2 separate regions of the Danio rerio genome follow, and region 1 is linked to region 2. The links are chromatin contacts, called in public HiCAR-type maps. All regions are on one chromosome and are shown on one strand. Each heading gives the region's core, a stretch centred on a gene start, on an enhancer-like site or on the middle of the called end of the contact. The rest is flanking DNA. Distances are from core to core; before and after follow the strand shown. Region 1 holds the start of plekha6 (pleckstrin homology domain containing, family A member 6). Region 2 overlaps plekha6 (pleckstrin homology domain containing, family A member 6).

Evidence for each region. HiCAR-type assays count read pairs that join an accessible place to other places.
Region 1: a contact with region 2 is called in a HiCAR-type map of caudal fin, with 9 times the contacts expected there. The contact joins the promoter of plekha6 here to the enhancer-like site in region 2. A contact is called at or near these places in 7 of 18 Hi-C or Micro-C datasets (caudal fin, embryo, fibroblasts and 2 more) and 2 of 4 datasets of contacts at active chromatin or transcription factors (caudal fin and embryo).

The regions. Positions count from the first base shown.
Region 1 is chr11:25,606,773-25,613,839 of GRCz12tu, reverse strand. plekha6 (pleckstrin homology domain containing, family A member 6) reads left to right here and starts at 4,435. Exons shown (of 25, transcript XM_073916723.1): 1 at 4,435-4,631.
Region 2 is chr11:25,472,672-25,479,605 of GRCz12tu, reverse strand. plekha6 (pleckstrin homology domain containing, family A member 6) reads left to right here. Exons shown (of 25, transcript XM_073916723.1): 8 at 6,794-6,909. Among named protein-coding and RNA genes, the nearest start is that of golt1a, 58 kb to the right of the region's middle. Within about 2 kb of position 3,210, at least 2 of the 62 cell types and tissues checked have an H3K27ac peak or open chromatin away from gene starts, as enhancers often do. A contact at or near this core is called in caudal fin, where this site is marked.

The DNA.
Region 1 (7,067 bases), core at 3,186-5,685, 130 kb before region 2:
AGTTGGCGGTTCATTCTACTGTGGTGACTCCTGATAAAAAGGGACTACGTTGATAGGAAAATGAATGATTAAGTTACCATAACCTTAACTTTACCATGGTTTTGCTACAATAGGTTAACAGAATTTGTAGTAAAACTGTGGTTAAATAAATGGTCCGTGAGCTTCTTTTAGCTCAAGCTTCAGAGAATCATTTTGGGAACACCAGATATTTATTTGACATTTTATGAAAAGTGTCCTGATATGTGTGTCTTATGTTGCACTATTATATATTTTTTTGTTGAAAATAATCATAGTTGTATGTGGCCCAAGCCAAGTCTGCATAAACACAGATCTGGCTTCTCCCTCTGGTCAATCAGTCTAACAGTATTTTTAAATGCCGATGGGATCCTTCATTCTCACAAAATTAATTCTCTTTTCATTTACTCATGCAAATCTTTGTTTATATATTTATTCATTTTTTAAAAAATATAAATTTCAGTAAAGTTATTGAAAAATGTGCAAATTTTTATATGATTTATGTAATAGAGTGTGTCAATAATAGCCTTTTTTCTGTCTTGTAGATATATTACTGAGAGGCTGACTTTGTTTTCCAAAGAAGCAACTCTAATTAGATTTGCATTGTAACACCTAAATAAAAGTAAAAAAGGTATTTTTTCATTAGTTTTTAAGTCACTATACCCCTCAAAATCATTTGGCATAAATTAGCTTATTTTGTACAACATTCTGTGCAGAAATAACAAAAACTGTTTGCAGATTCTGTGTGGCCCTGACCTTCTGGGACAGAATAAACTCGGACCACAATCTGCCCATGTGTTTCTACCTGGTTACTGTAGTGTATAGCATAACAGTTTAACACAAGATGGCGCTGTATACACTTGTTAAAAGGCCTAGTGATGAGGGTTGTTCTTTAAAGAACAAAATGTGAAAGAACAACTTTTGCGGGATGCGTTTGCAGCTGCTTTTATGGTTCATGATGCATATAAGTTACTCTTGTGGAAAAAGAGAGCGATTTGGGGCGTTTTGGCCTTTCATAAAGTGTTTATGTTTTTATTTTATTTTTTTAAACCACCCATAATACATTTTTAAGCATTTCTTTTATAGCTTTTTTTAGATAAATTAATTTGTTTAAAGTTTATTCAGTTACAGTGCATATTTATAAGGGTTGATTTCTGAAAATGGATAAAGTTTATCCCTTTTTATAATCTTATGGGTTTTATGAAGGGATTTGTTCATACACAATTTGCCTGATTATCAACATTTATTCTATTGAAAACTGTAAAAATGGTGGTTTTGATATATTGAGTGATAAAAAGAGATTTCCTGAAAATCTTTGACTATAATGTGTCAAAAAAAGAACAAATTCTGAATCTGACTTAATCCAATTTATTTAAAATAAATTATCAAAAAATCTAATTTGCACATTTAAACATGACATTTCAGAAAACATTTAATAAATTAAATAAATGTTTCAATTCTCAATGTAACAGTCAGCTGGAGATGTGTGATGATAACTATTCTTCACCTGTAGTGTCTCGTCTTAAATGTTACGTAAACTTTCAATCAGCAGAACTTGTTCTGGATTTAGACAAATATTTGCTTCATAATCACCTTTAAGCCTGTCTGGTTTGCAAAGAGGCAACGTGCAGTGTAATGACAGTAATTGTCTGTGTTTGTTTGCATGTGTGTACATGTGTAAGAGCTCATCTGATGTGTTTATGGGTGTGTGTATGTGTGTGTATCGTCTCTGAGATGTGTCTGATACAGTTGTGAGAGTGTGGAATGTGAGGTATTAGACTAGATTAAATCCAGATGGAGATTCAGCTGCTGAAATATGAGCATCATCACCTGCCACTGACTCTCAGACCACTGTACTTCAAAAGCATTTCACAGACAGACAGACAGACAGACAGACAGACAGACAGACAGACAGACAGACAGACAGACAGAAAGTTACAGAAAAATGAACACAGTTTTTAATTATAAAATTATTTCCTGAAGCAAACACATACTGTTTATTACATTACATTTTCATGTTATGCAGTTTCTTTGATGGATTCTTAAATAAATTGATTCAAAAGTGCATTAATATTACAAATTTACTTTCAAACATTATAAAAAAAATTAAAAATATACAGTAAACATAATTCTAAAATAGAAAATAGGAATTTCAAAAGATAACACATTATTCTGATGTTATGGAGTTAAAATTAATATTAATATTATTAATTTTATAATAAAATTATAAAAATTTCTTCCTTTTACATTACTTTTTTATTTCCAGACACCTTGGGCCTGTTCCAGTAAGGAGGTTAAGCTACGGTCAATTCTGTCGTATGCCGCTGAAGGTTTGGACGCGGCACGTCAAAACAAAAACAAAAAAATAAGCATGAGGCGTTTTTTTAAATATGGCGCTTTTACGCCTGACGTTTTGTGCGTTGGTGTTGGCGTCAAACGTCGACGAAACTCAAACAAAACATCTCAGTGTGCACGGGCCTTAAGGCTAAGGCGAAACGGCCCTGCTTTCTTGAGTATGACAAACCTGCCATTTTAAAATGCAAAACCCCAAATTTCTTTCTCCTTTCTCTTTTCTTAAACGGGGCCCAGGTCCAGTAGCAACAAAAGACTAACAGAACAATACAAACCACACAATATACATCAAAAAACACAGTGACTAATTACAGTAATTCTAGGATTTATCAACAACATTAAAATGCTATTTTGAGAATTCTACAGTCTACAACAGTTAATAGCTTGACTTCTAGTTGATCATTTGGTATCAGAAGTTGTTTATATAAAAAAGACAAATACCTCTAGATCACGCTTATTTTACCAAAATAACATTTGATCATGCCTTGATTTTAAATTATTTAATTAGGACAGCAAAGTCTAACTTTGCTTAGACAAAAGTCTTGTCATTTATCAGAAATATTGTACAGTATAGAATATGAAACCATGGTGCAGTGCAAAAAGAATTAATATTGTGTATGACTCCCATGAGCTTGGACGATCACATCCATACATCTCTGCAATGACTCATATTACTTATTGATAACGTCATCTGGAATGGCAAAGAAAGCATTCTTGCAGGACTCTCAGAGTTCATAAAGATTCTTTAAAATTATCATCAATGCCTCAATAATGTTCATGTCTGGTGACTGGGCTGGCCAATCCTGACCTTTTTTGCTTTCAGCAACTTTGCTAATATATGAGAAGGAGTGCTATTCTGCTGAAGAATTTGCCCTCTCCTGTGGTATGTAATGTAAATAGCAGCACAAATGTCTTGGCACCTCAGGCTGCTGATGCTGCCATCCACGTTGCAGCTCTCTCGCACTCCCCAATACTGAATGTAAGCCCAAACCATGATTTTTCCTTCACTAAACTTGACTGATTTCTGTGAGAATCTTGGGTCCATGCTGGTTCCAATATGTCTCCTGCAGTATTTGTGATGATTGGGATGCAGTTCAACAGATTATTCATTGTAAAAATATACCTTCTGCCACTTTTCCAAACAACCAACTAGAAGTCAAGTTATTATTTGTTGCTTTTACAACTGGGATCGACGACAAGACTTTTGTCAGGTGTCCATTTAAATTTGATCAATAACAATAATAATAATAATAATATTTTTAGTAATACTATTTTTTTATTAGCTACACATCAGTGAATACATTGAAATATGGATAATTATTTATGTGGATAGGTGATACAGGGTGGTGTGAATATGTAAAAATGATAAACATTTTGCCATTTTAAAAGAAAATTATTTAGGATTTTTTTTTTACTTTCACATCAAATGAGATGTACCACAAAGAAAATGTAATTTTAAAAACTAATGTATTGCTTCAAAATCTTTAAAAAATAACAAAAAAAAAATTAAGGAAATAAAAACATAGACAATATATTGCTTTTAATTTTATCATTATTATCATTTAATATTATATATACATAATAATAATAATAATAATAATATATCAACCAACAGTGTAGGGAATAAAAAAGAAAGAAATTCAACAAATTATCTATTGAGGTGTTTGTCCTTATATGTCCATTCAGAAGGGGTTAATCCACTGCTCTAAGCCAGGAAACACCTGTGCCATTGGTGGGCTTCTTGCTGGGGGTGGGCTATGAGAGATTACGCTCTGATTTCTCCCTCTTTCTTTAATTAAACAGAAATAAAGGAGCATCAGCTGCAACAGCACCACCCACTGCTTCACTTCGCACTGTACCATCAACATAATCATTCTCCATCCATCCATCCTCTATCCTCCATCTCCTTCCCCCACTCCATTCTCCAGCCAGCGATGATTGACAGCTGCGAGCGGGTCACGTGACTCCTAAATACCCAGGGATTTGCAGCGAGCATGCTCCATACTGTCCCTCCTCCCGCCTCCGTCACTCCCTCCTTTATCCATCCTTTCCTGAAAAGGGGATGCTGTTATTGTAGCATCTCGCCGTCACTGCCTGCACCAGCCGGTCCTGTTGTTGTTTGTTGTTGTGCTCTGTAGCATTGCATCCGAAAGGACAACTATCCATATTTCTCCCATATCTTATGTTTAGTATAAATAGTGTGTTTGGAGACATATCAAGAAGATACAAACACTGTCAAGCAAGGAGATTTCAGCAGATTTCTGGTAAGTGCTCATGCTTTTCTTTTTAGAGAACAATAATAACACTATATTAAATGATTGAAACACACACACACACACACATATATATATATATATATATATATATATATATATATATATATATATATATATATATATATATATATATATATATATATATACACACACACAAACACACACACACACACACAAATGCATTATTCAATAAATATTTATACTGTTTCATTCGTTTACGCAGCATCTCTCATTTTCGAGCACATTCACACACTTATGATTAATTCATATGAGAAGTTTTCAGAGTCAATATTTAATATGTACAGTACGTCCCGTCCAAGCTGCTGGACGTTTTGCTCTGGTTGGTCCCGCTCAGGCAGATGCATCATTTTTTTTGGGGTGTTGTCCGTTGTTCCAGATGCATGTGTGTCAGCAGATGGGCTTTGAGCTTGTGTTTTCCCCCCCTAGAGTGTCGCCACCTGTCTGTGTTTGAGTCTCTTTTGCCTCTGTATGTCTTTTTTGCACCTCAGTCAATGCTGGGTTTGTTCCTATGAAGCGGCGTCCAGAATGCAGAACATCCCAGCAAATCTGCAACAGACTGAGCTTTTGCCAGGGCAGAGCTTTTTGGATGAACCGCACACAGATTGAGAGGATAAACTCAAATGACTCCAGCAGGCATCCTGTTTAGCGCCTGCTTGTTGTGTAATCGATTTCTGCGGTGGCTTGAATGATTTTTTTATTCCAAACACTAAAGCATGCTGGCATTCCCGACCAATCAGATCTGCGTTTTCCTGGATTAAATGGCGTTTGTGGTGAAGCAAGTGTGTTTTTGTACAGGAAAATGAATGAATGCGGTGTTTTTCGCCCAAAAGAGCTGCATCTGTTCTGGAAGCACACTGGCTCTCTGTCTCTGGTGTGTGTGTTTGTGTTGCCACTAGCTCTGCTCTGTTTATCTGCCATGTGATTGGTTTGTGCAAAGGATATGGGCTTTTGTCTGTGATTCTCATTGGTCGGAGCATGTAGGATCTGTGTTGATGGCTGGTAATGCTGTGAAAAAAGGAGGAAAATGTGCATCAGGCTCTTGTATACATCTGCTTGACTTTGTGATGCAGTGCTGGTACCCTGAGCGAATACTGAGTAGTGATGGAATGCAGTACTTCTAGAACCTGTTACTGCACAGTTTGAGGTGCATTAAAGAGATAGTTCACCCAAAAATGAACATTTGTGGTTAATTTATTCACCACCATAGAAGTAAATAAAGTAATGAATTACTAATTACATCATTAAGTTTCTTCACATTATTTTTATAATTATTTTTGAAAATTAGGCGACAGAGTGGCGCAGTAGGTAGTGCTGTCGCCTCACAGCAAGAAGGTCACTGGTTCGAGCCTAGGCTGGGTCATTTGGCGTTTCTGTGAAGAGTTTGCATGTTCTCCCTGCGTTCGAGTGGGTTTCCTCCAGGTGCTTCGGTTTCCCCCACAGTCCAAAGACATGCGGTATAGGTGAATTGGGTAAGCTAAATTTTCCATAGTTTATGAGTGTGAATAAGTTTGTATGTATGTTTTCCAGAGACAGGTGTCCGCTGCGCAAAACATTTGCTGGATAAGTTGGCGGTTTTTTCCGCTGTGGCGACCCTGGATCAATAAAGGGACTAAGCCGAAAAGAAAGTAAATGAATGAATATTTTAAAAAATTAATTTAGTTACTCTGTAAGAAATGTAATAACTTGACCCAATATTATTTAAAATCTATCTATAAATTGCAGTACATACTCTTAATTTGTTATAACAAACATTGTAGCTTTTAGCTGTGTAAAAGAGCCCCTATTATGCATTAAAAAGGGTCATGTTGTGGTATTGGGGTTGTCCAACAATGGTCTGATATGCATGCAAGGTCAAAAACACTTTTGGTGTCTTATAATATGCATTTATTTTTACCTAATTATCCCAACTACTCCCATATGATTTGTTCTGGGATTCATTTGTTCCCAAACCCCTGCTTAGCGCGATGCTAATCTGCGCTGATTGGTCTGACTACCCAGTCTGTTGTGATTGTTCGACTGCATTCAGCGTGAGACAGAGAGAAATGCTCACCATGGCTTATCAACAGATTTGAAGTAATCAGAGTGCAGAGTGTATGTGTGAGCCCAATACAGGAGTGCAATAAAGTAATGCAGTTCAACACTAGCTTATTGCTCTATTTATAACCATGACACAAATTCAGTATTAACCCACACACTGGCTAAAGCGGAACTATTTTGAAACCTGACCACCGCACGTATGTAGAAATAGCTGACGGTGACCATAGCAATGACAAATGGCAGTGGATCGCGAGCTCACAAATGCATTTAAATCTGTAAACGTGTCACGTTTTCAACGTGGTTTTAGACGTGAAATGTGAATATAAAGAGCTAACCGTATAAGTGGTTAACAGCAACAAAACACAA
Region 2 (6,934 bases), core at 1,961-4,460:
GTCGTTCCAAACATGTTGTTTTTCTTTTGTGGAACATAGAGATGAGATTATTTTATTTTATGTTTAGCTTTAAAAAACATACTTATATTAAAACTATATTTTTATGTCTTTATTTAAAATATTTAATTTCATTTCAGTTATTGTGTATTTCATAACATTTTAATCAATTTAGTTTAATTAAATTTAATATATTTTATCACATATTATTATTTAAAGACAGTTCACTCTGCTGTGGCGACCCCTTAACTAAGTGACTCAGCTGAAAATAAAATGAATGAATGAATGATTTATTATTTAAATTCACATTTATTAAATGATTTAAAAAAAAAATAAACGCATTGGTGCAATTGAATAAATGTTGACTCAATAAATGTTGAATAAATGAAATATGAGTGAACTGTCTCTTTAAGAGGATGGTGCATTAAAGTTTATCACACTTCTCTCCCAAAAACTCTCTGACTGAACAGTCTTTAACAGTAAGTTATTTAGTAGTCAAATATCTCTGAATAACAGCATCCCACTGATTATAACTGACTGCTCATGTAGAAAACCTATGAGCTTAACATTACCTCTTCACATTATAATATTAACTCTAAGAATCATTCTATTAGTGACAGCTTGACAAATTAGCACCAAATAAATCATGTCACTTCAGTTTAACACACTTGACTTGGTCATGCTTCCTCACAAAACAGCGTCAAATACCTTTTACATTCTGCCAAACACCTCTGACTGCTGCACTTGATTTCTTTCCTTAAAGACACAGTTCACACAAAAATACAAATTCTGTACCCATCTTTCATTTTTTCCATCTGTTCAGCACAATAGTAATATATCCAAAAGTCTGTGTTTAATACTGTGGTTTACTTTAGCTGAATTTATTTATTAATGAATTAATTAATTTATTTATTATAAAAATATATAAATTATTATTATTTGGAAAACTGGGAACCAATAACTATCATACCAGTTTGTTTTTCTTTTCTTTTATGTAAGTCAATGGCTACCTGATTCCAATTTTTTTTGTGTTTGAAAGGTTTGGAACAATTTAATTAAAGTAAATAGAGAGTACAGTAAATGACGGCGAGAAAACAAAGAGTACATTTCAATTTTAGGTGAACTATCCCTTTAAAGATGCATTTGAAGCTTGGTTAAACTATAATGAAGGTTTAAATACTGTGTTAAAGTTAAACACATCTATAAAAATGCCAGCTCAGAGCCTTTTAGTAATAACCCGCGTGCACAGGAACAATGGCTTCACTATAAAATCAAATGCAAACAGTAAGCACAGATTCTTGCCAAGCCCAGAAATGAATCAATAGCGCAGGAGGGTTTGACAGTTTCCTCAGGGAGAGGTTCAATCAAACTAAACAAGGCTCTCTTTTGGCAGGTACAAAGGTACAAGAAGGACTTGCGACAGATTTTGTGCCAGATTTCTGTAAACTTCCACAATGCAAGCGGCAAAACTTAAGGCAAACTTTTGTTTTTGTCCTCTACTTCGAGTGACACACATGATCCTATCAGTTTCAGAAAAAATTTAAAGTATGCAAACAAAAAGCAGTAAGTAGACAGGAAATGAGTGCTCTTATTAGGGATGTCCTGATTTTTTGTTCTTTTAGGGGTGGGGGGTAAAATATGAGTAATTTAACATTGAGTGTCTGCAGATACTGAGTTTCAATCTGATACTTTTTGTTAGTGCTCTATGACTGCATTATTACCGTGATTTGTACAAGACATGTCACTCGTATGTTTTTGAATTGGGAAAAGTGTAACGAATAATCATTAATCCCTATATGGCGAATAAATCCCGCCCTCTAGTAGAGGAGGCAGTCACTAGATGTGAGTATCTTCAGATTTTGTGTGATTTGGATGTGTATAAATTAAACTACAGAGAGAGTTGTTTAATTTCATTGGTGATTCCTGATATGAAATTCAATTGTAAACTTGGCAAGCAGTTTTTAAGAATTTGATGTTTTCCCATTTAGACAGAGTGCCTGATCATACTGCCCGAGAGGTGTTTCAAAGATGGCTGCCGAGTGAAATGATTTGCCTTAAAGGGACTTTGTCTGTACTCTAACAACTTTTTTAATTCGAAAAGTTTAAAATAGAATTTGAGCTCTTTAGTACTTTGATCTGATATATTATCTGGGTTGGTCCTGTAAGAAACAAAACTAAACTGACAAAACGTAAAATACTAAACATATGCTAAAACATATGCTGGATAAGTTGGCTGTTCATTTCATTGTGGCAACTCCTGATGAATAAAGGGATTAAGCCAAAGGAAAATGAATGAATGAATGATTTATTGTTTTTTTTCTATGTATTTGGTTTCAAACTAACAAAAATGTCCATTAAATCACTTTGTTAGACTAAGTTACATTTTTAACATAAAACAATTTAAATCAAAGATTAAGACAATGTAATGCCAAAAATGAAAATGAAAATGAAAACTGAAAATACTCAAATTTGCTTAAGAAAAGTTAAGAAAAATTACATATTGAAAAAAAAAACATAAAAAAAACCTAAGAAAACATCTTCATCAATTTGACAACACAAATGCACACAAATTCCCACAATATAAATATTTTTGGGGACAACAAAAGTGACAAACCCGACTTATGTTTCATTTAACGTCAGTTAAATTCATCAGATTATTAGAGCTAAAATATTTAAACAACAAATAACCAAGAAGATAAAAGAATAAAAAAACTCACCTCTCATGTCTCAGACAACAGTTAAACAGAAAGCAGTTGGTTTTATATATTTTTATTTTTTAACTTTTTGGGGTCCCCTAACACATTTCCATTGCAGTCTGTGTTGTGAGTTTTTGGTGATTTTTGCAGTGCATCTGAGCTCCTTTGGCCATCTTTGAAAATGAAGCAGAACACTTGTTAATAAAAAAAATAAATGTTTATTTTGTCGATAATTTTGACTCATACAGTATATTTTTGGCTTTTCCTACCAACATAAGACTGTGGTCTAGGGTCACATATATGTACATTTGTACTGTAAATTATTGTATAGTAGCATAAACAAGCCCTGCTCAACAGGTTTTGTCTTGTCAATTAACTAACTGTCCTATGAAACAGTTAACTATTAAATGGTATGAAACTGTAGTTGGCACGCCCTGCAATGACTAGTAGTGGAGTTTGTCATTGTTTAAAAGGCTAATTGAAAGGATTGGCACTGGGGAAAATGCTTAATTACAACATTATATTTTTATGGTCAGGTTATTATAGCTTCCAGTCAGTGTCATGTTTCATCATTTAAAAACACACCCTGTATGTTTCATCAAACGTTGGTGACTGTTTTAGTAATAAGAGGTTGTGTCATCAGCTTATTAGCAATAAATGCCTTTGAAATGACAAAATGTCACCATGTATTTTAAATGTTGGTGCTGAAAATGTTGCTAAAGTCATTTTTGTATATATTTTGTTGTTATAATGTCTACTAGTAGTTTATCTGCCTTTGTTTTAGGTTATGTCATATGATATAATACAGTATACATGAATACAGTAATATAATTGATAAGAATTTGATTTTACAAGGATGTATTTTATTAATATTATTAATATTTATAATAATAATGCATTTTTACATTGTAAAAAAAAGAAATAAGTATATATATATATATATATATATATATATATATATATATATATATATATATATATATATATATATATATATATATATATATATATATATTATTTATATTAAGCAGTTAACAATAAAATAAACTTTTATTTAATAATTTCTTTGTAGCTGTTTACACTGAATCAAAACAGTCAACACTTGCTCACAGATTACACTATACTGTTCTCTATTGCCCCCGTGTGGTGAATTTGTTTTACTGCAGTGTTTTTTCAAACCGGTTATTCTGTCTAGCTGTATTCACGCAAAGGTTTTACATTTTCAGGTTTCATACTATTTTTTAATATAATAAATCACTGAGCAAAGTCACATTTATACTAACTGCTATTTTTCCCCAGGATATTAATACACACTATGATCACTCTTTTACTATAAACATGTCCATTAGTCATCCTTATGTAGTGTTTTCTCCTCTGTTTCCAATATCTCTGAGGGCCCCTGAGTGACTTTTCTCCATTGTGTCGTTGAGCCACATTTAGTAGGTATTTCCGAGCACCTCTCTTTGCTCCTGCATCTGCATGACAAGATCAGATTCACCTGTCTGCGTTTCTAACATGAGCATGAATAATGGGGACAGAAGTAAATAAGTATCTTTAAATGCCTGCATACATTTGGTTAAATTGATTATCAATCATTAAATAAAGTAAATCCATAGGTCATTTTAGATCAGTTAATGATTTAATTATATTTGTACATTTAGTTATTATATTTCTGAATCTAATCTGCATGTCCTAGACAATATTTATTTTATTAAATCTTGCACAGATGTTCCCCGGTATATTCATGGACTTTAAATAAAAAATAAGACATTGCATGACTGATTTATTTGATTGCACTTTCTTAAAAAAGACCTTAATTGGAGAGTTCACCAAAAACGTTGTCATTTACTCACACTTCACTCGTTCCAAAACTTATTTTACTTTCCTTTTTCTGTTGAACACAAAGAAGATATTTTGGAGAAAGCTGAAAACTGGTTCTAATTGACTTCCATTGTAGTTGTTTTGCTACTATGAAAGATTATGGACACTGATTTTCAGCTTTCTTCGTTCAACAGATTAAAGAATAAAGAATAAAGGATCTGCCTAAAGGTACAAAAATAGTAAATACCCAGGTGAAAAAAAGTTCTTAAGTTCTTAAGTTGTACTTTTTTGGACGTAATTATCATATTTTAATTGTAGTATACTATAAGTGAATATTACATGTGTTATTTTTAAACATATTAATTGTTATTTTATATATACTTAAGATTAACTTTAAGCTATTTGAAATATGTTGTGTTAAAATAGACATACTTTAAGTTCAATTAAAGTGTATTTTATTTAAAGTACATTTAAATGATACATTTGAAACACAGTTAAAGTATATTTTAAACACAGATGAAATATTTTTTAAGTTCAGATTAAGTGTATTTTTAGCCCAGCTGCAGTGCATTTTAAAACCAATTAAAGTATAATATAAGCCCAGTTGAAGGATACTTTAAGTTCAGATGAAGTATAATTTAGGCACAGCTGAAGTGCGTTTTAAAACTGGTTAAAGTATTGTTTAAGCTCAGTGGGGAAACTTTTTAAGCCTAGTAGAAAAATATTTTAAGCTTCACAGTAACTGTTATTACTATACTTACTATACATTTGCAGAGTATTACAAGACCTACTTTATTTTAACAATAATTAACAAAATCATTCAGAACAATGTATTTGATATAAAAGTATGCTGTAAAAGTACAATACAAACACAAATAACTGCACAGTTTTTGAATGCTTGAAAACTGTAATTTTCAACTTTTTCAATTGACAATGCACATTGTACAACAGTGTGAAGTAAAATATTTAAAAATACAGGCTTGAGCACATGCTCATTTGCAGCTTGCATTTGCATTTAAAATATGTTTCGTTATGTCTAAAAAAATAACATGCATATACTTAAAACACTCAAATTGGCACCATTTCACAATGTTCTTATACAAAGTACACATAAAACATACTTTAAGAAAGAATAAAATTAGTGTGTTCTCTGTAAATGCATTAAAATGTATAAATAGTTCATAATTGAGTTCTAGCATATGTTTTAAAAGTGCAGTTATGCATATTTTTTATCAATGTACTTGTAGCATACTTTATAATAAATACATTAATATGCAAACCAACACATTTAGAATGCTCTTTTAGTATGTTATTTGTGCCAATTGTTCTTTAAACATACTATCTACATTTCATGTACATTTGTAATATATATTTAAGAGCACTTCTTTTTCACCTGGGTAAACTATCCCTTTAAGTTGTATGAAAACAAAATATGTTGTATAAGTTTATTCACCCCAAAATAAAATCCATTGTTTACTCACCCTCATGACATTCATCTTCAAAATGAAGATATTTGTTGTTAAAATAGTTATTTCAGTCTCTTGTTGAAGTCTGTTCACCCAAAATTGATGTTTGATGCTTCAAAATGTTCATAAAAACCAAACATATATGTTTTAAAGAAATATTTCATGGCAACAAAACTTGAACATAAAAAGAAGCTCAAACACACCAGAATTACACACCAAAACAAACCTTATTGGTTCTTTCAGAAGCCATGTGACAAAACATGCCATGTGACAGATACAATTGAATCTCATTGGATCTAATATGTAATAATTTGAATGCTGCAATGTTTACAAAGTATATGCCAATTAAAGTCTAAATTAAATCTGTTCATTATAAAAAGTCATTGTGTCAAATCGGCAGATTTGAAATAAACCACTCGCTGTATATGGATCAATTTTTTGAGCTTCATAAGTGTCATTAGGGGAAACAGACTTTTCAATGGATGGACAAATGTATTTATTTATTTTCCTGAGAGTGAGTAAATAATGACAAAAAGTAATTAATAACCTACTATTATGACAAAAATAATTCAGGCTGTTTTACCTGTGCAATGTTTTGCATGAGCTCTGCTGGGTGCTTTGCATGCTCTGTTGTTCGTGTGATATCAGGTTTACAGCTACACACACTTGCACAATGAGAATGACTGGAGGACAGTGCATAATTTTCTCTTTCTCTCTTTCTTTCTGTTGCAGGTGTGGTGCGAAACAGAGGAAGAGGAGGAGGAGGAAGAGGAAAGTGAGGATTTAAAGGGCAGTATTGCGTTCTGTTTGCAGGTTGAGCACGCAGGAACTCGTACTTATTACTTCAGTGCAGACAGCCAGAAAGAGCAGGAGGAGTGGATCCAAGCCATGAGTGAGGCTGCAAGGGTCCACATCCCAACTACACCCAGGTACACACGCATGCACACTTACAGT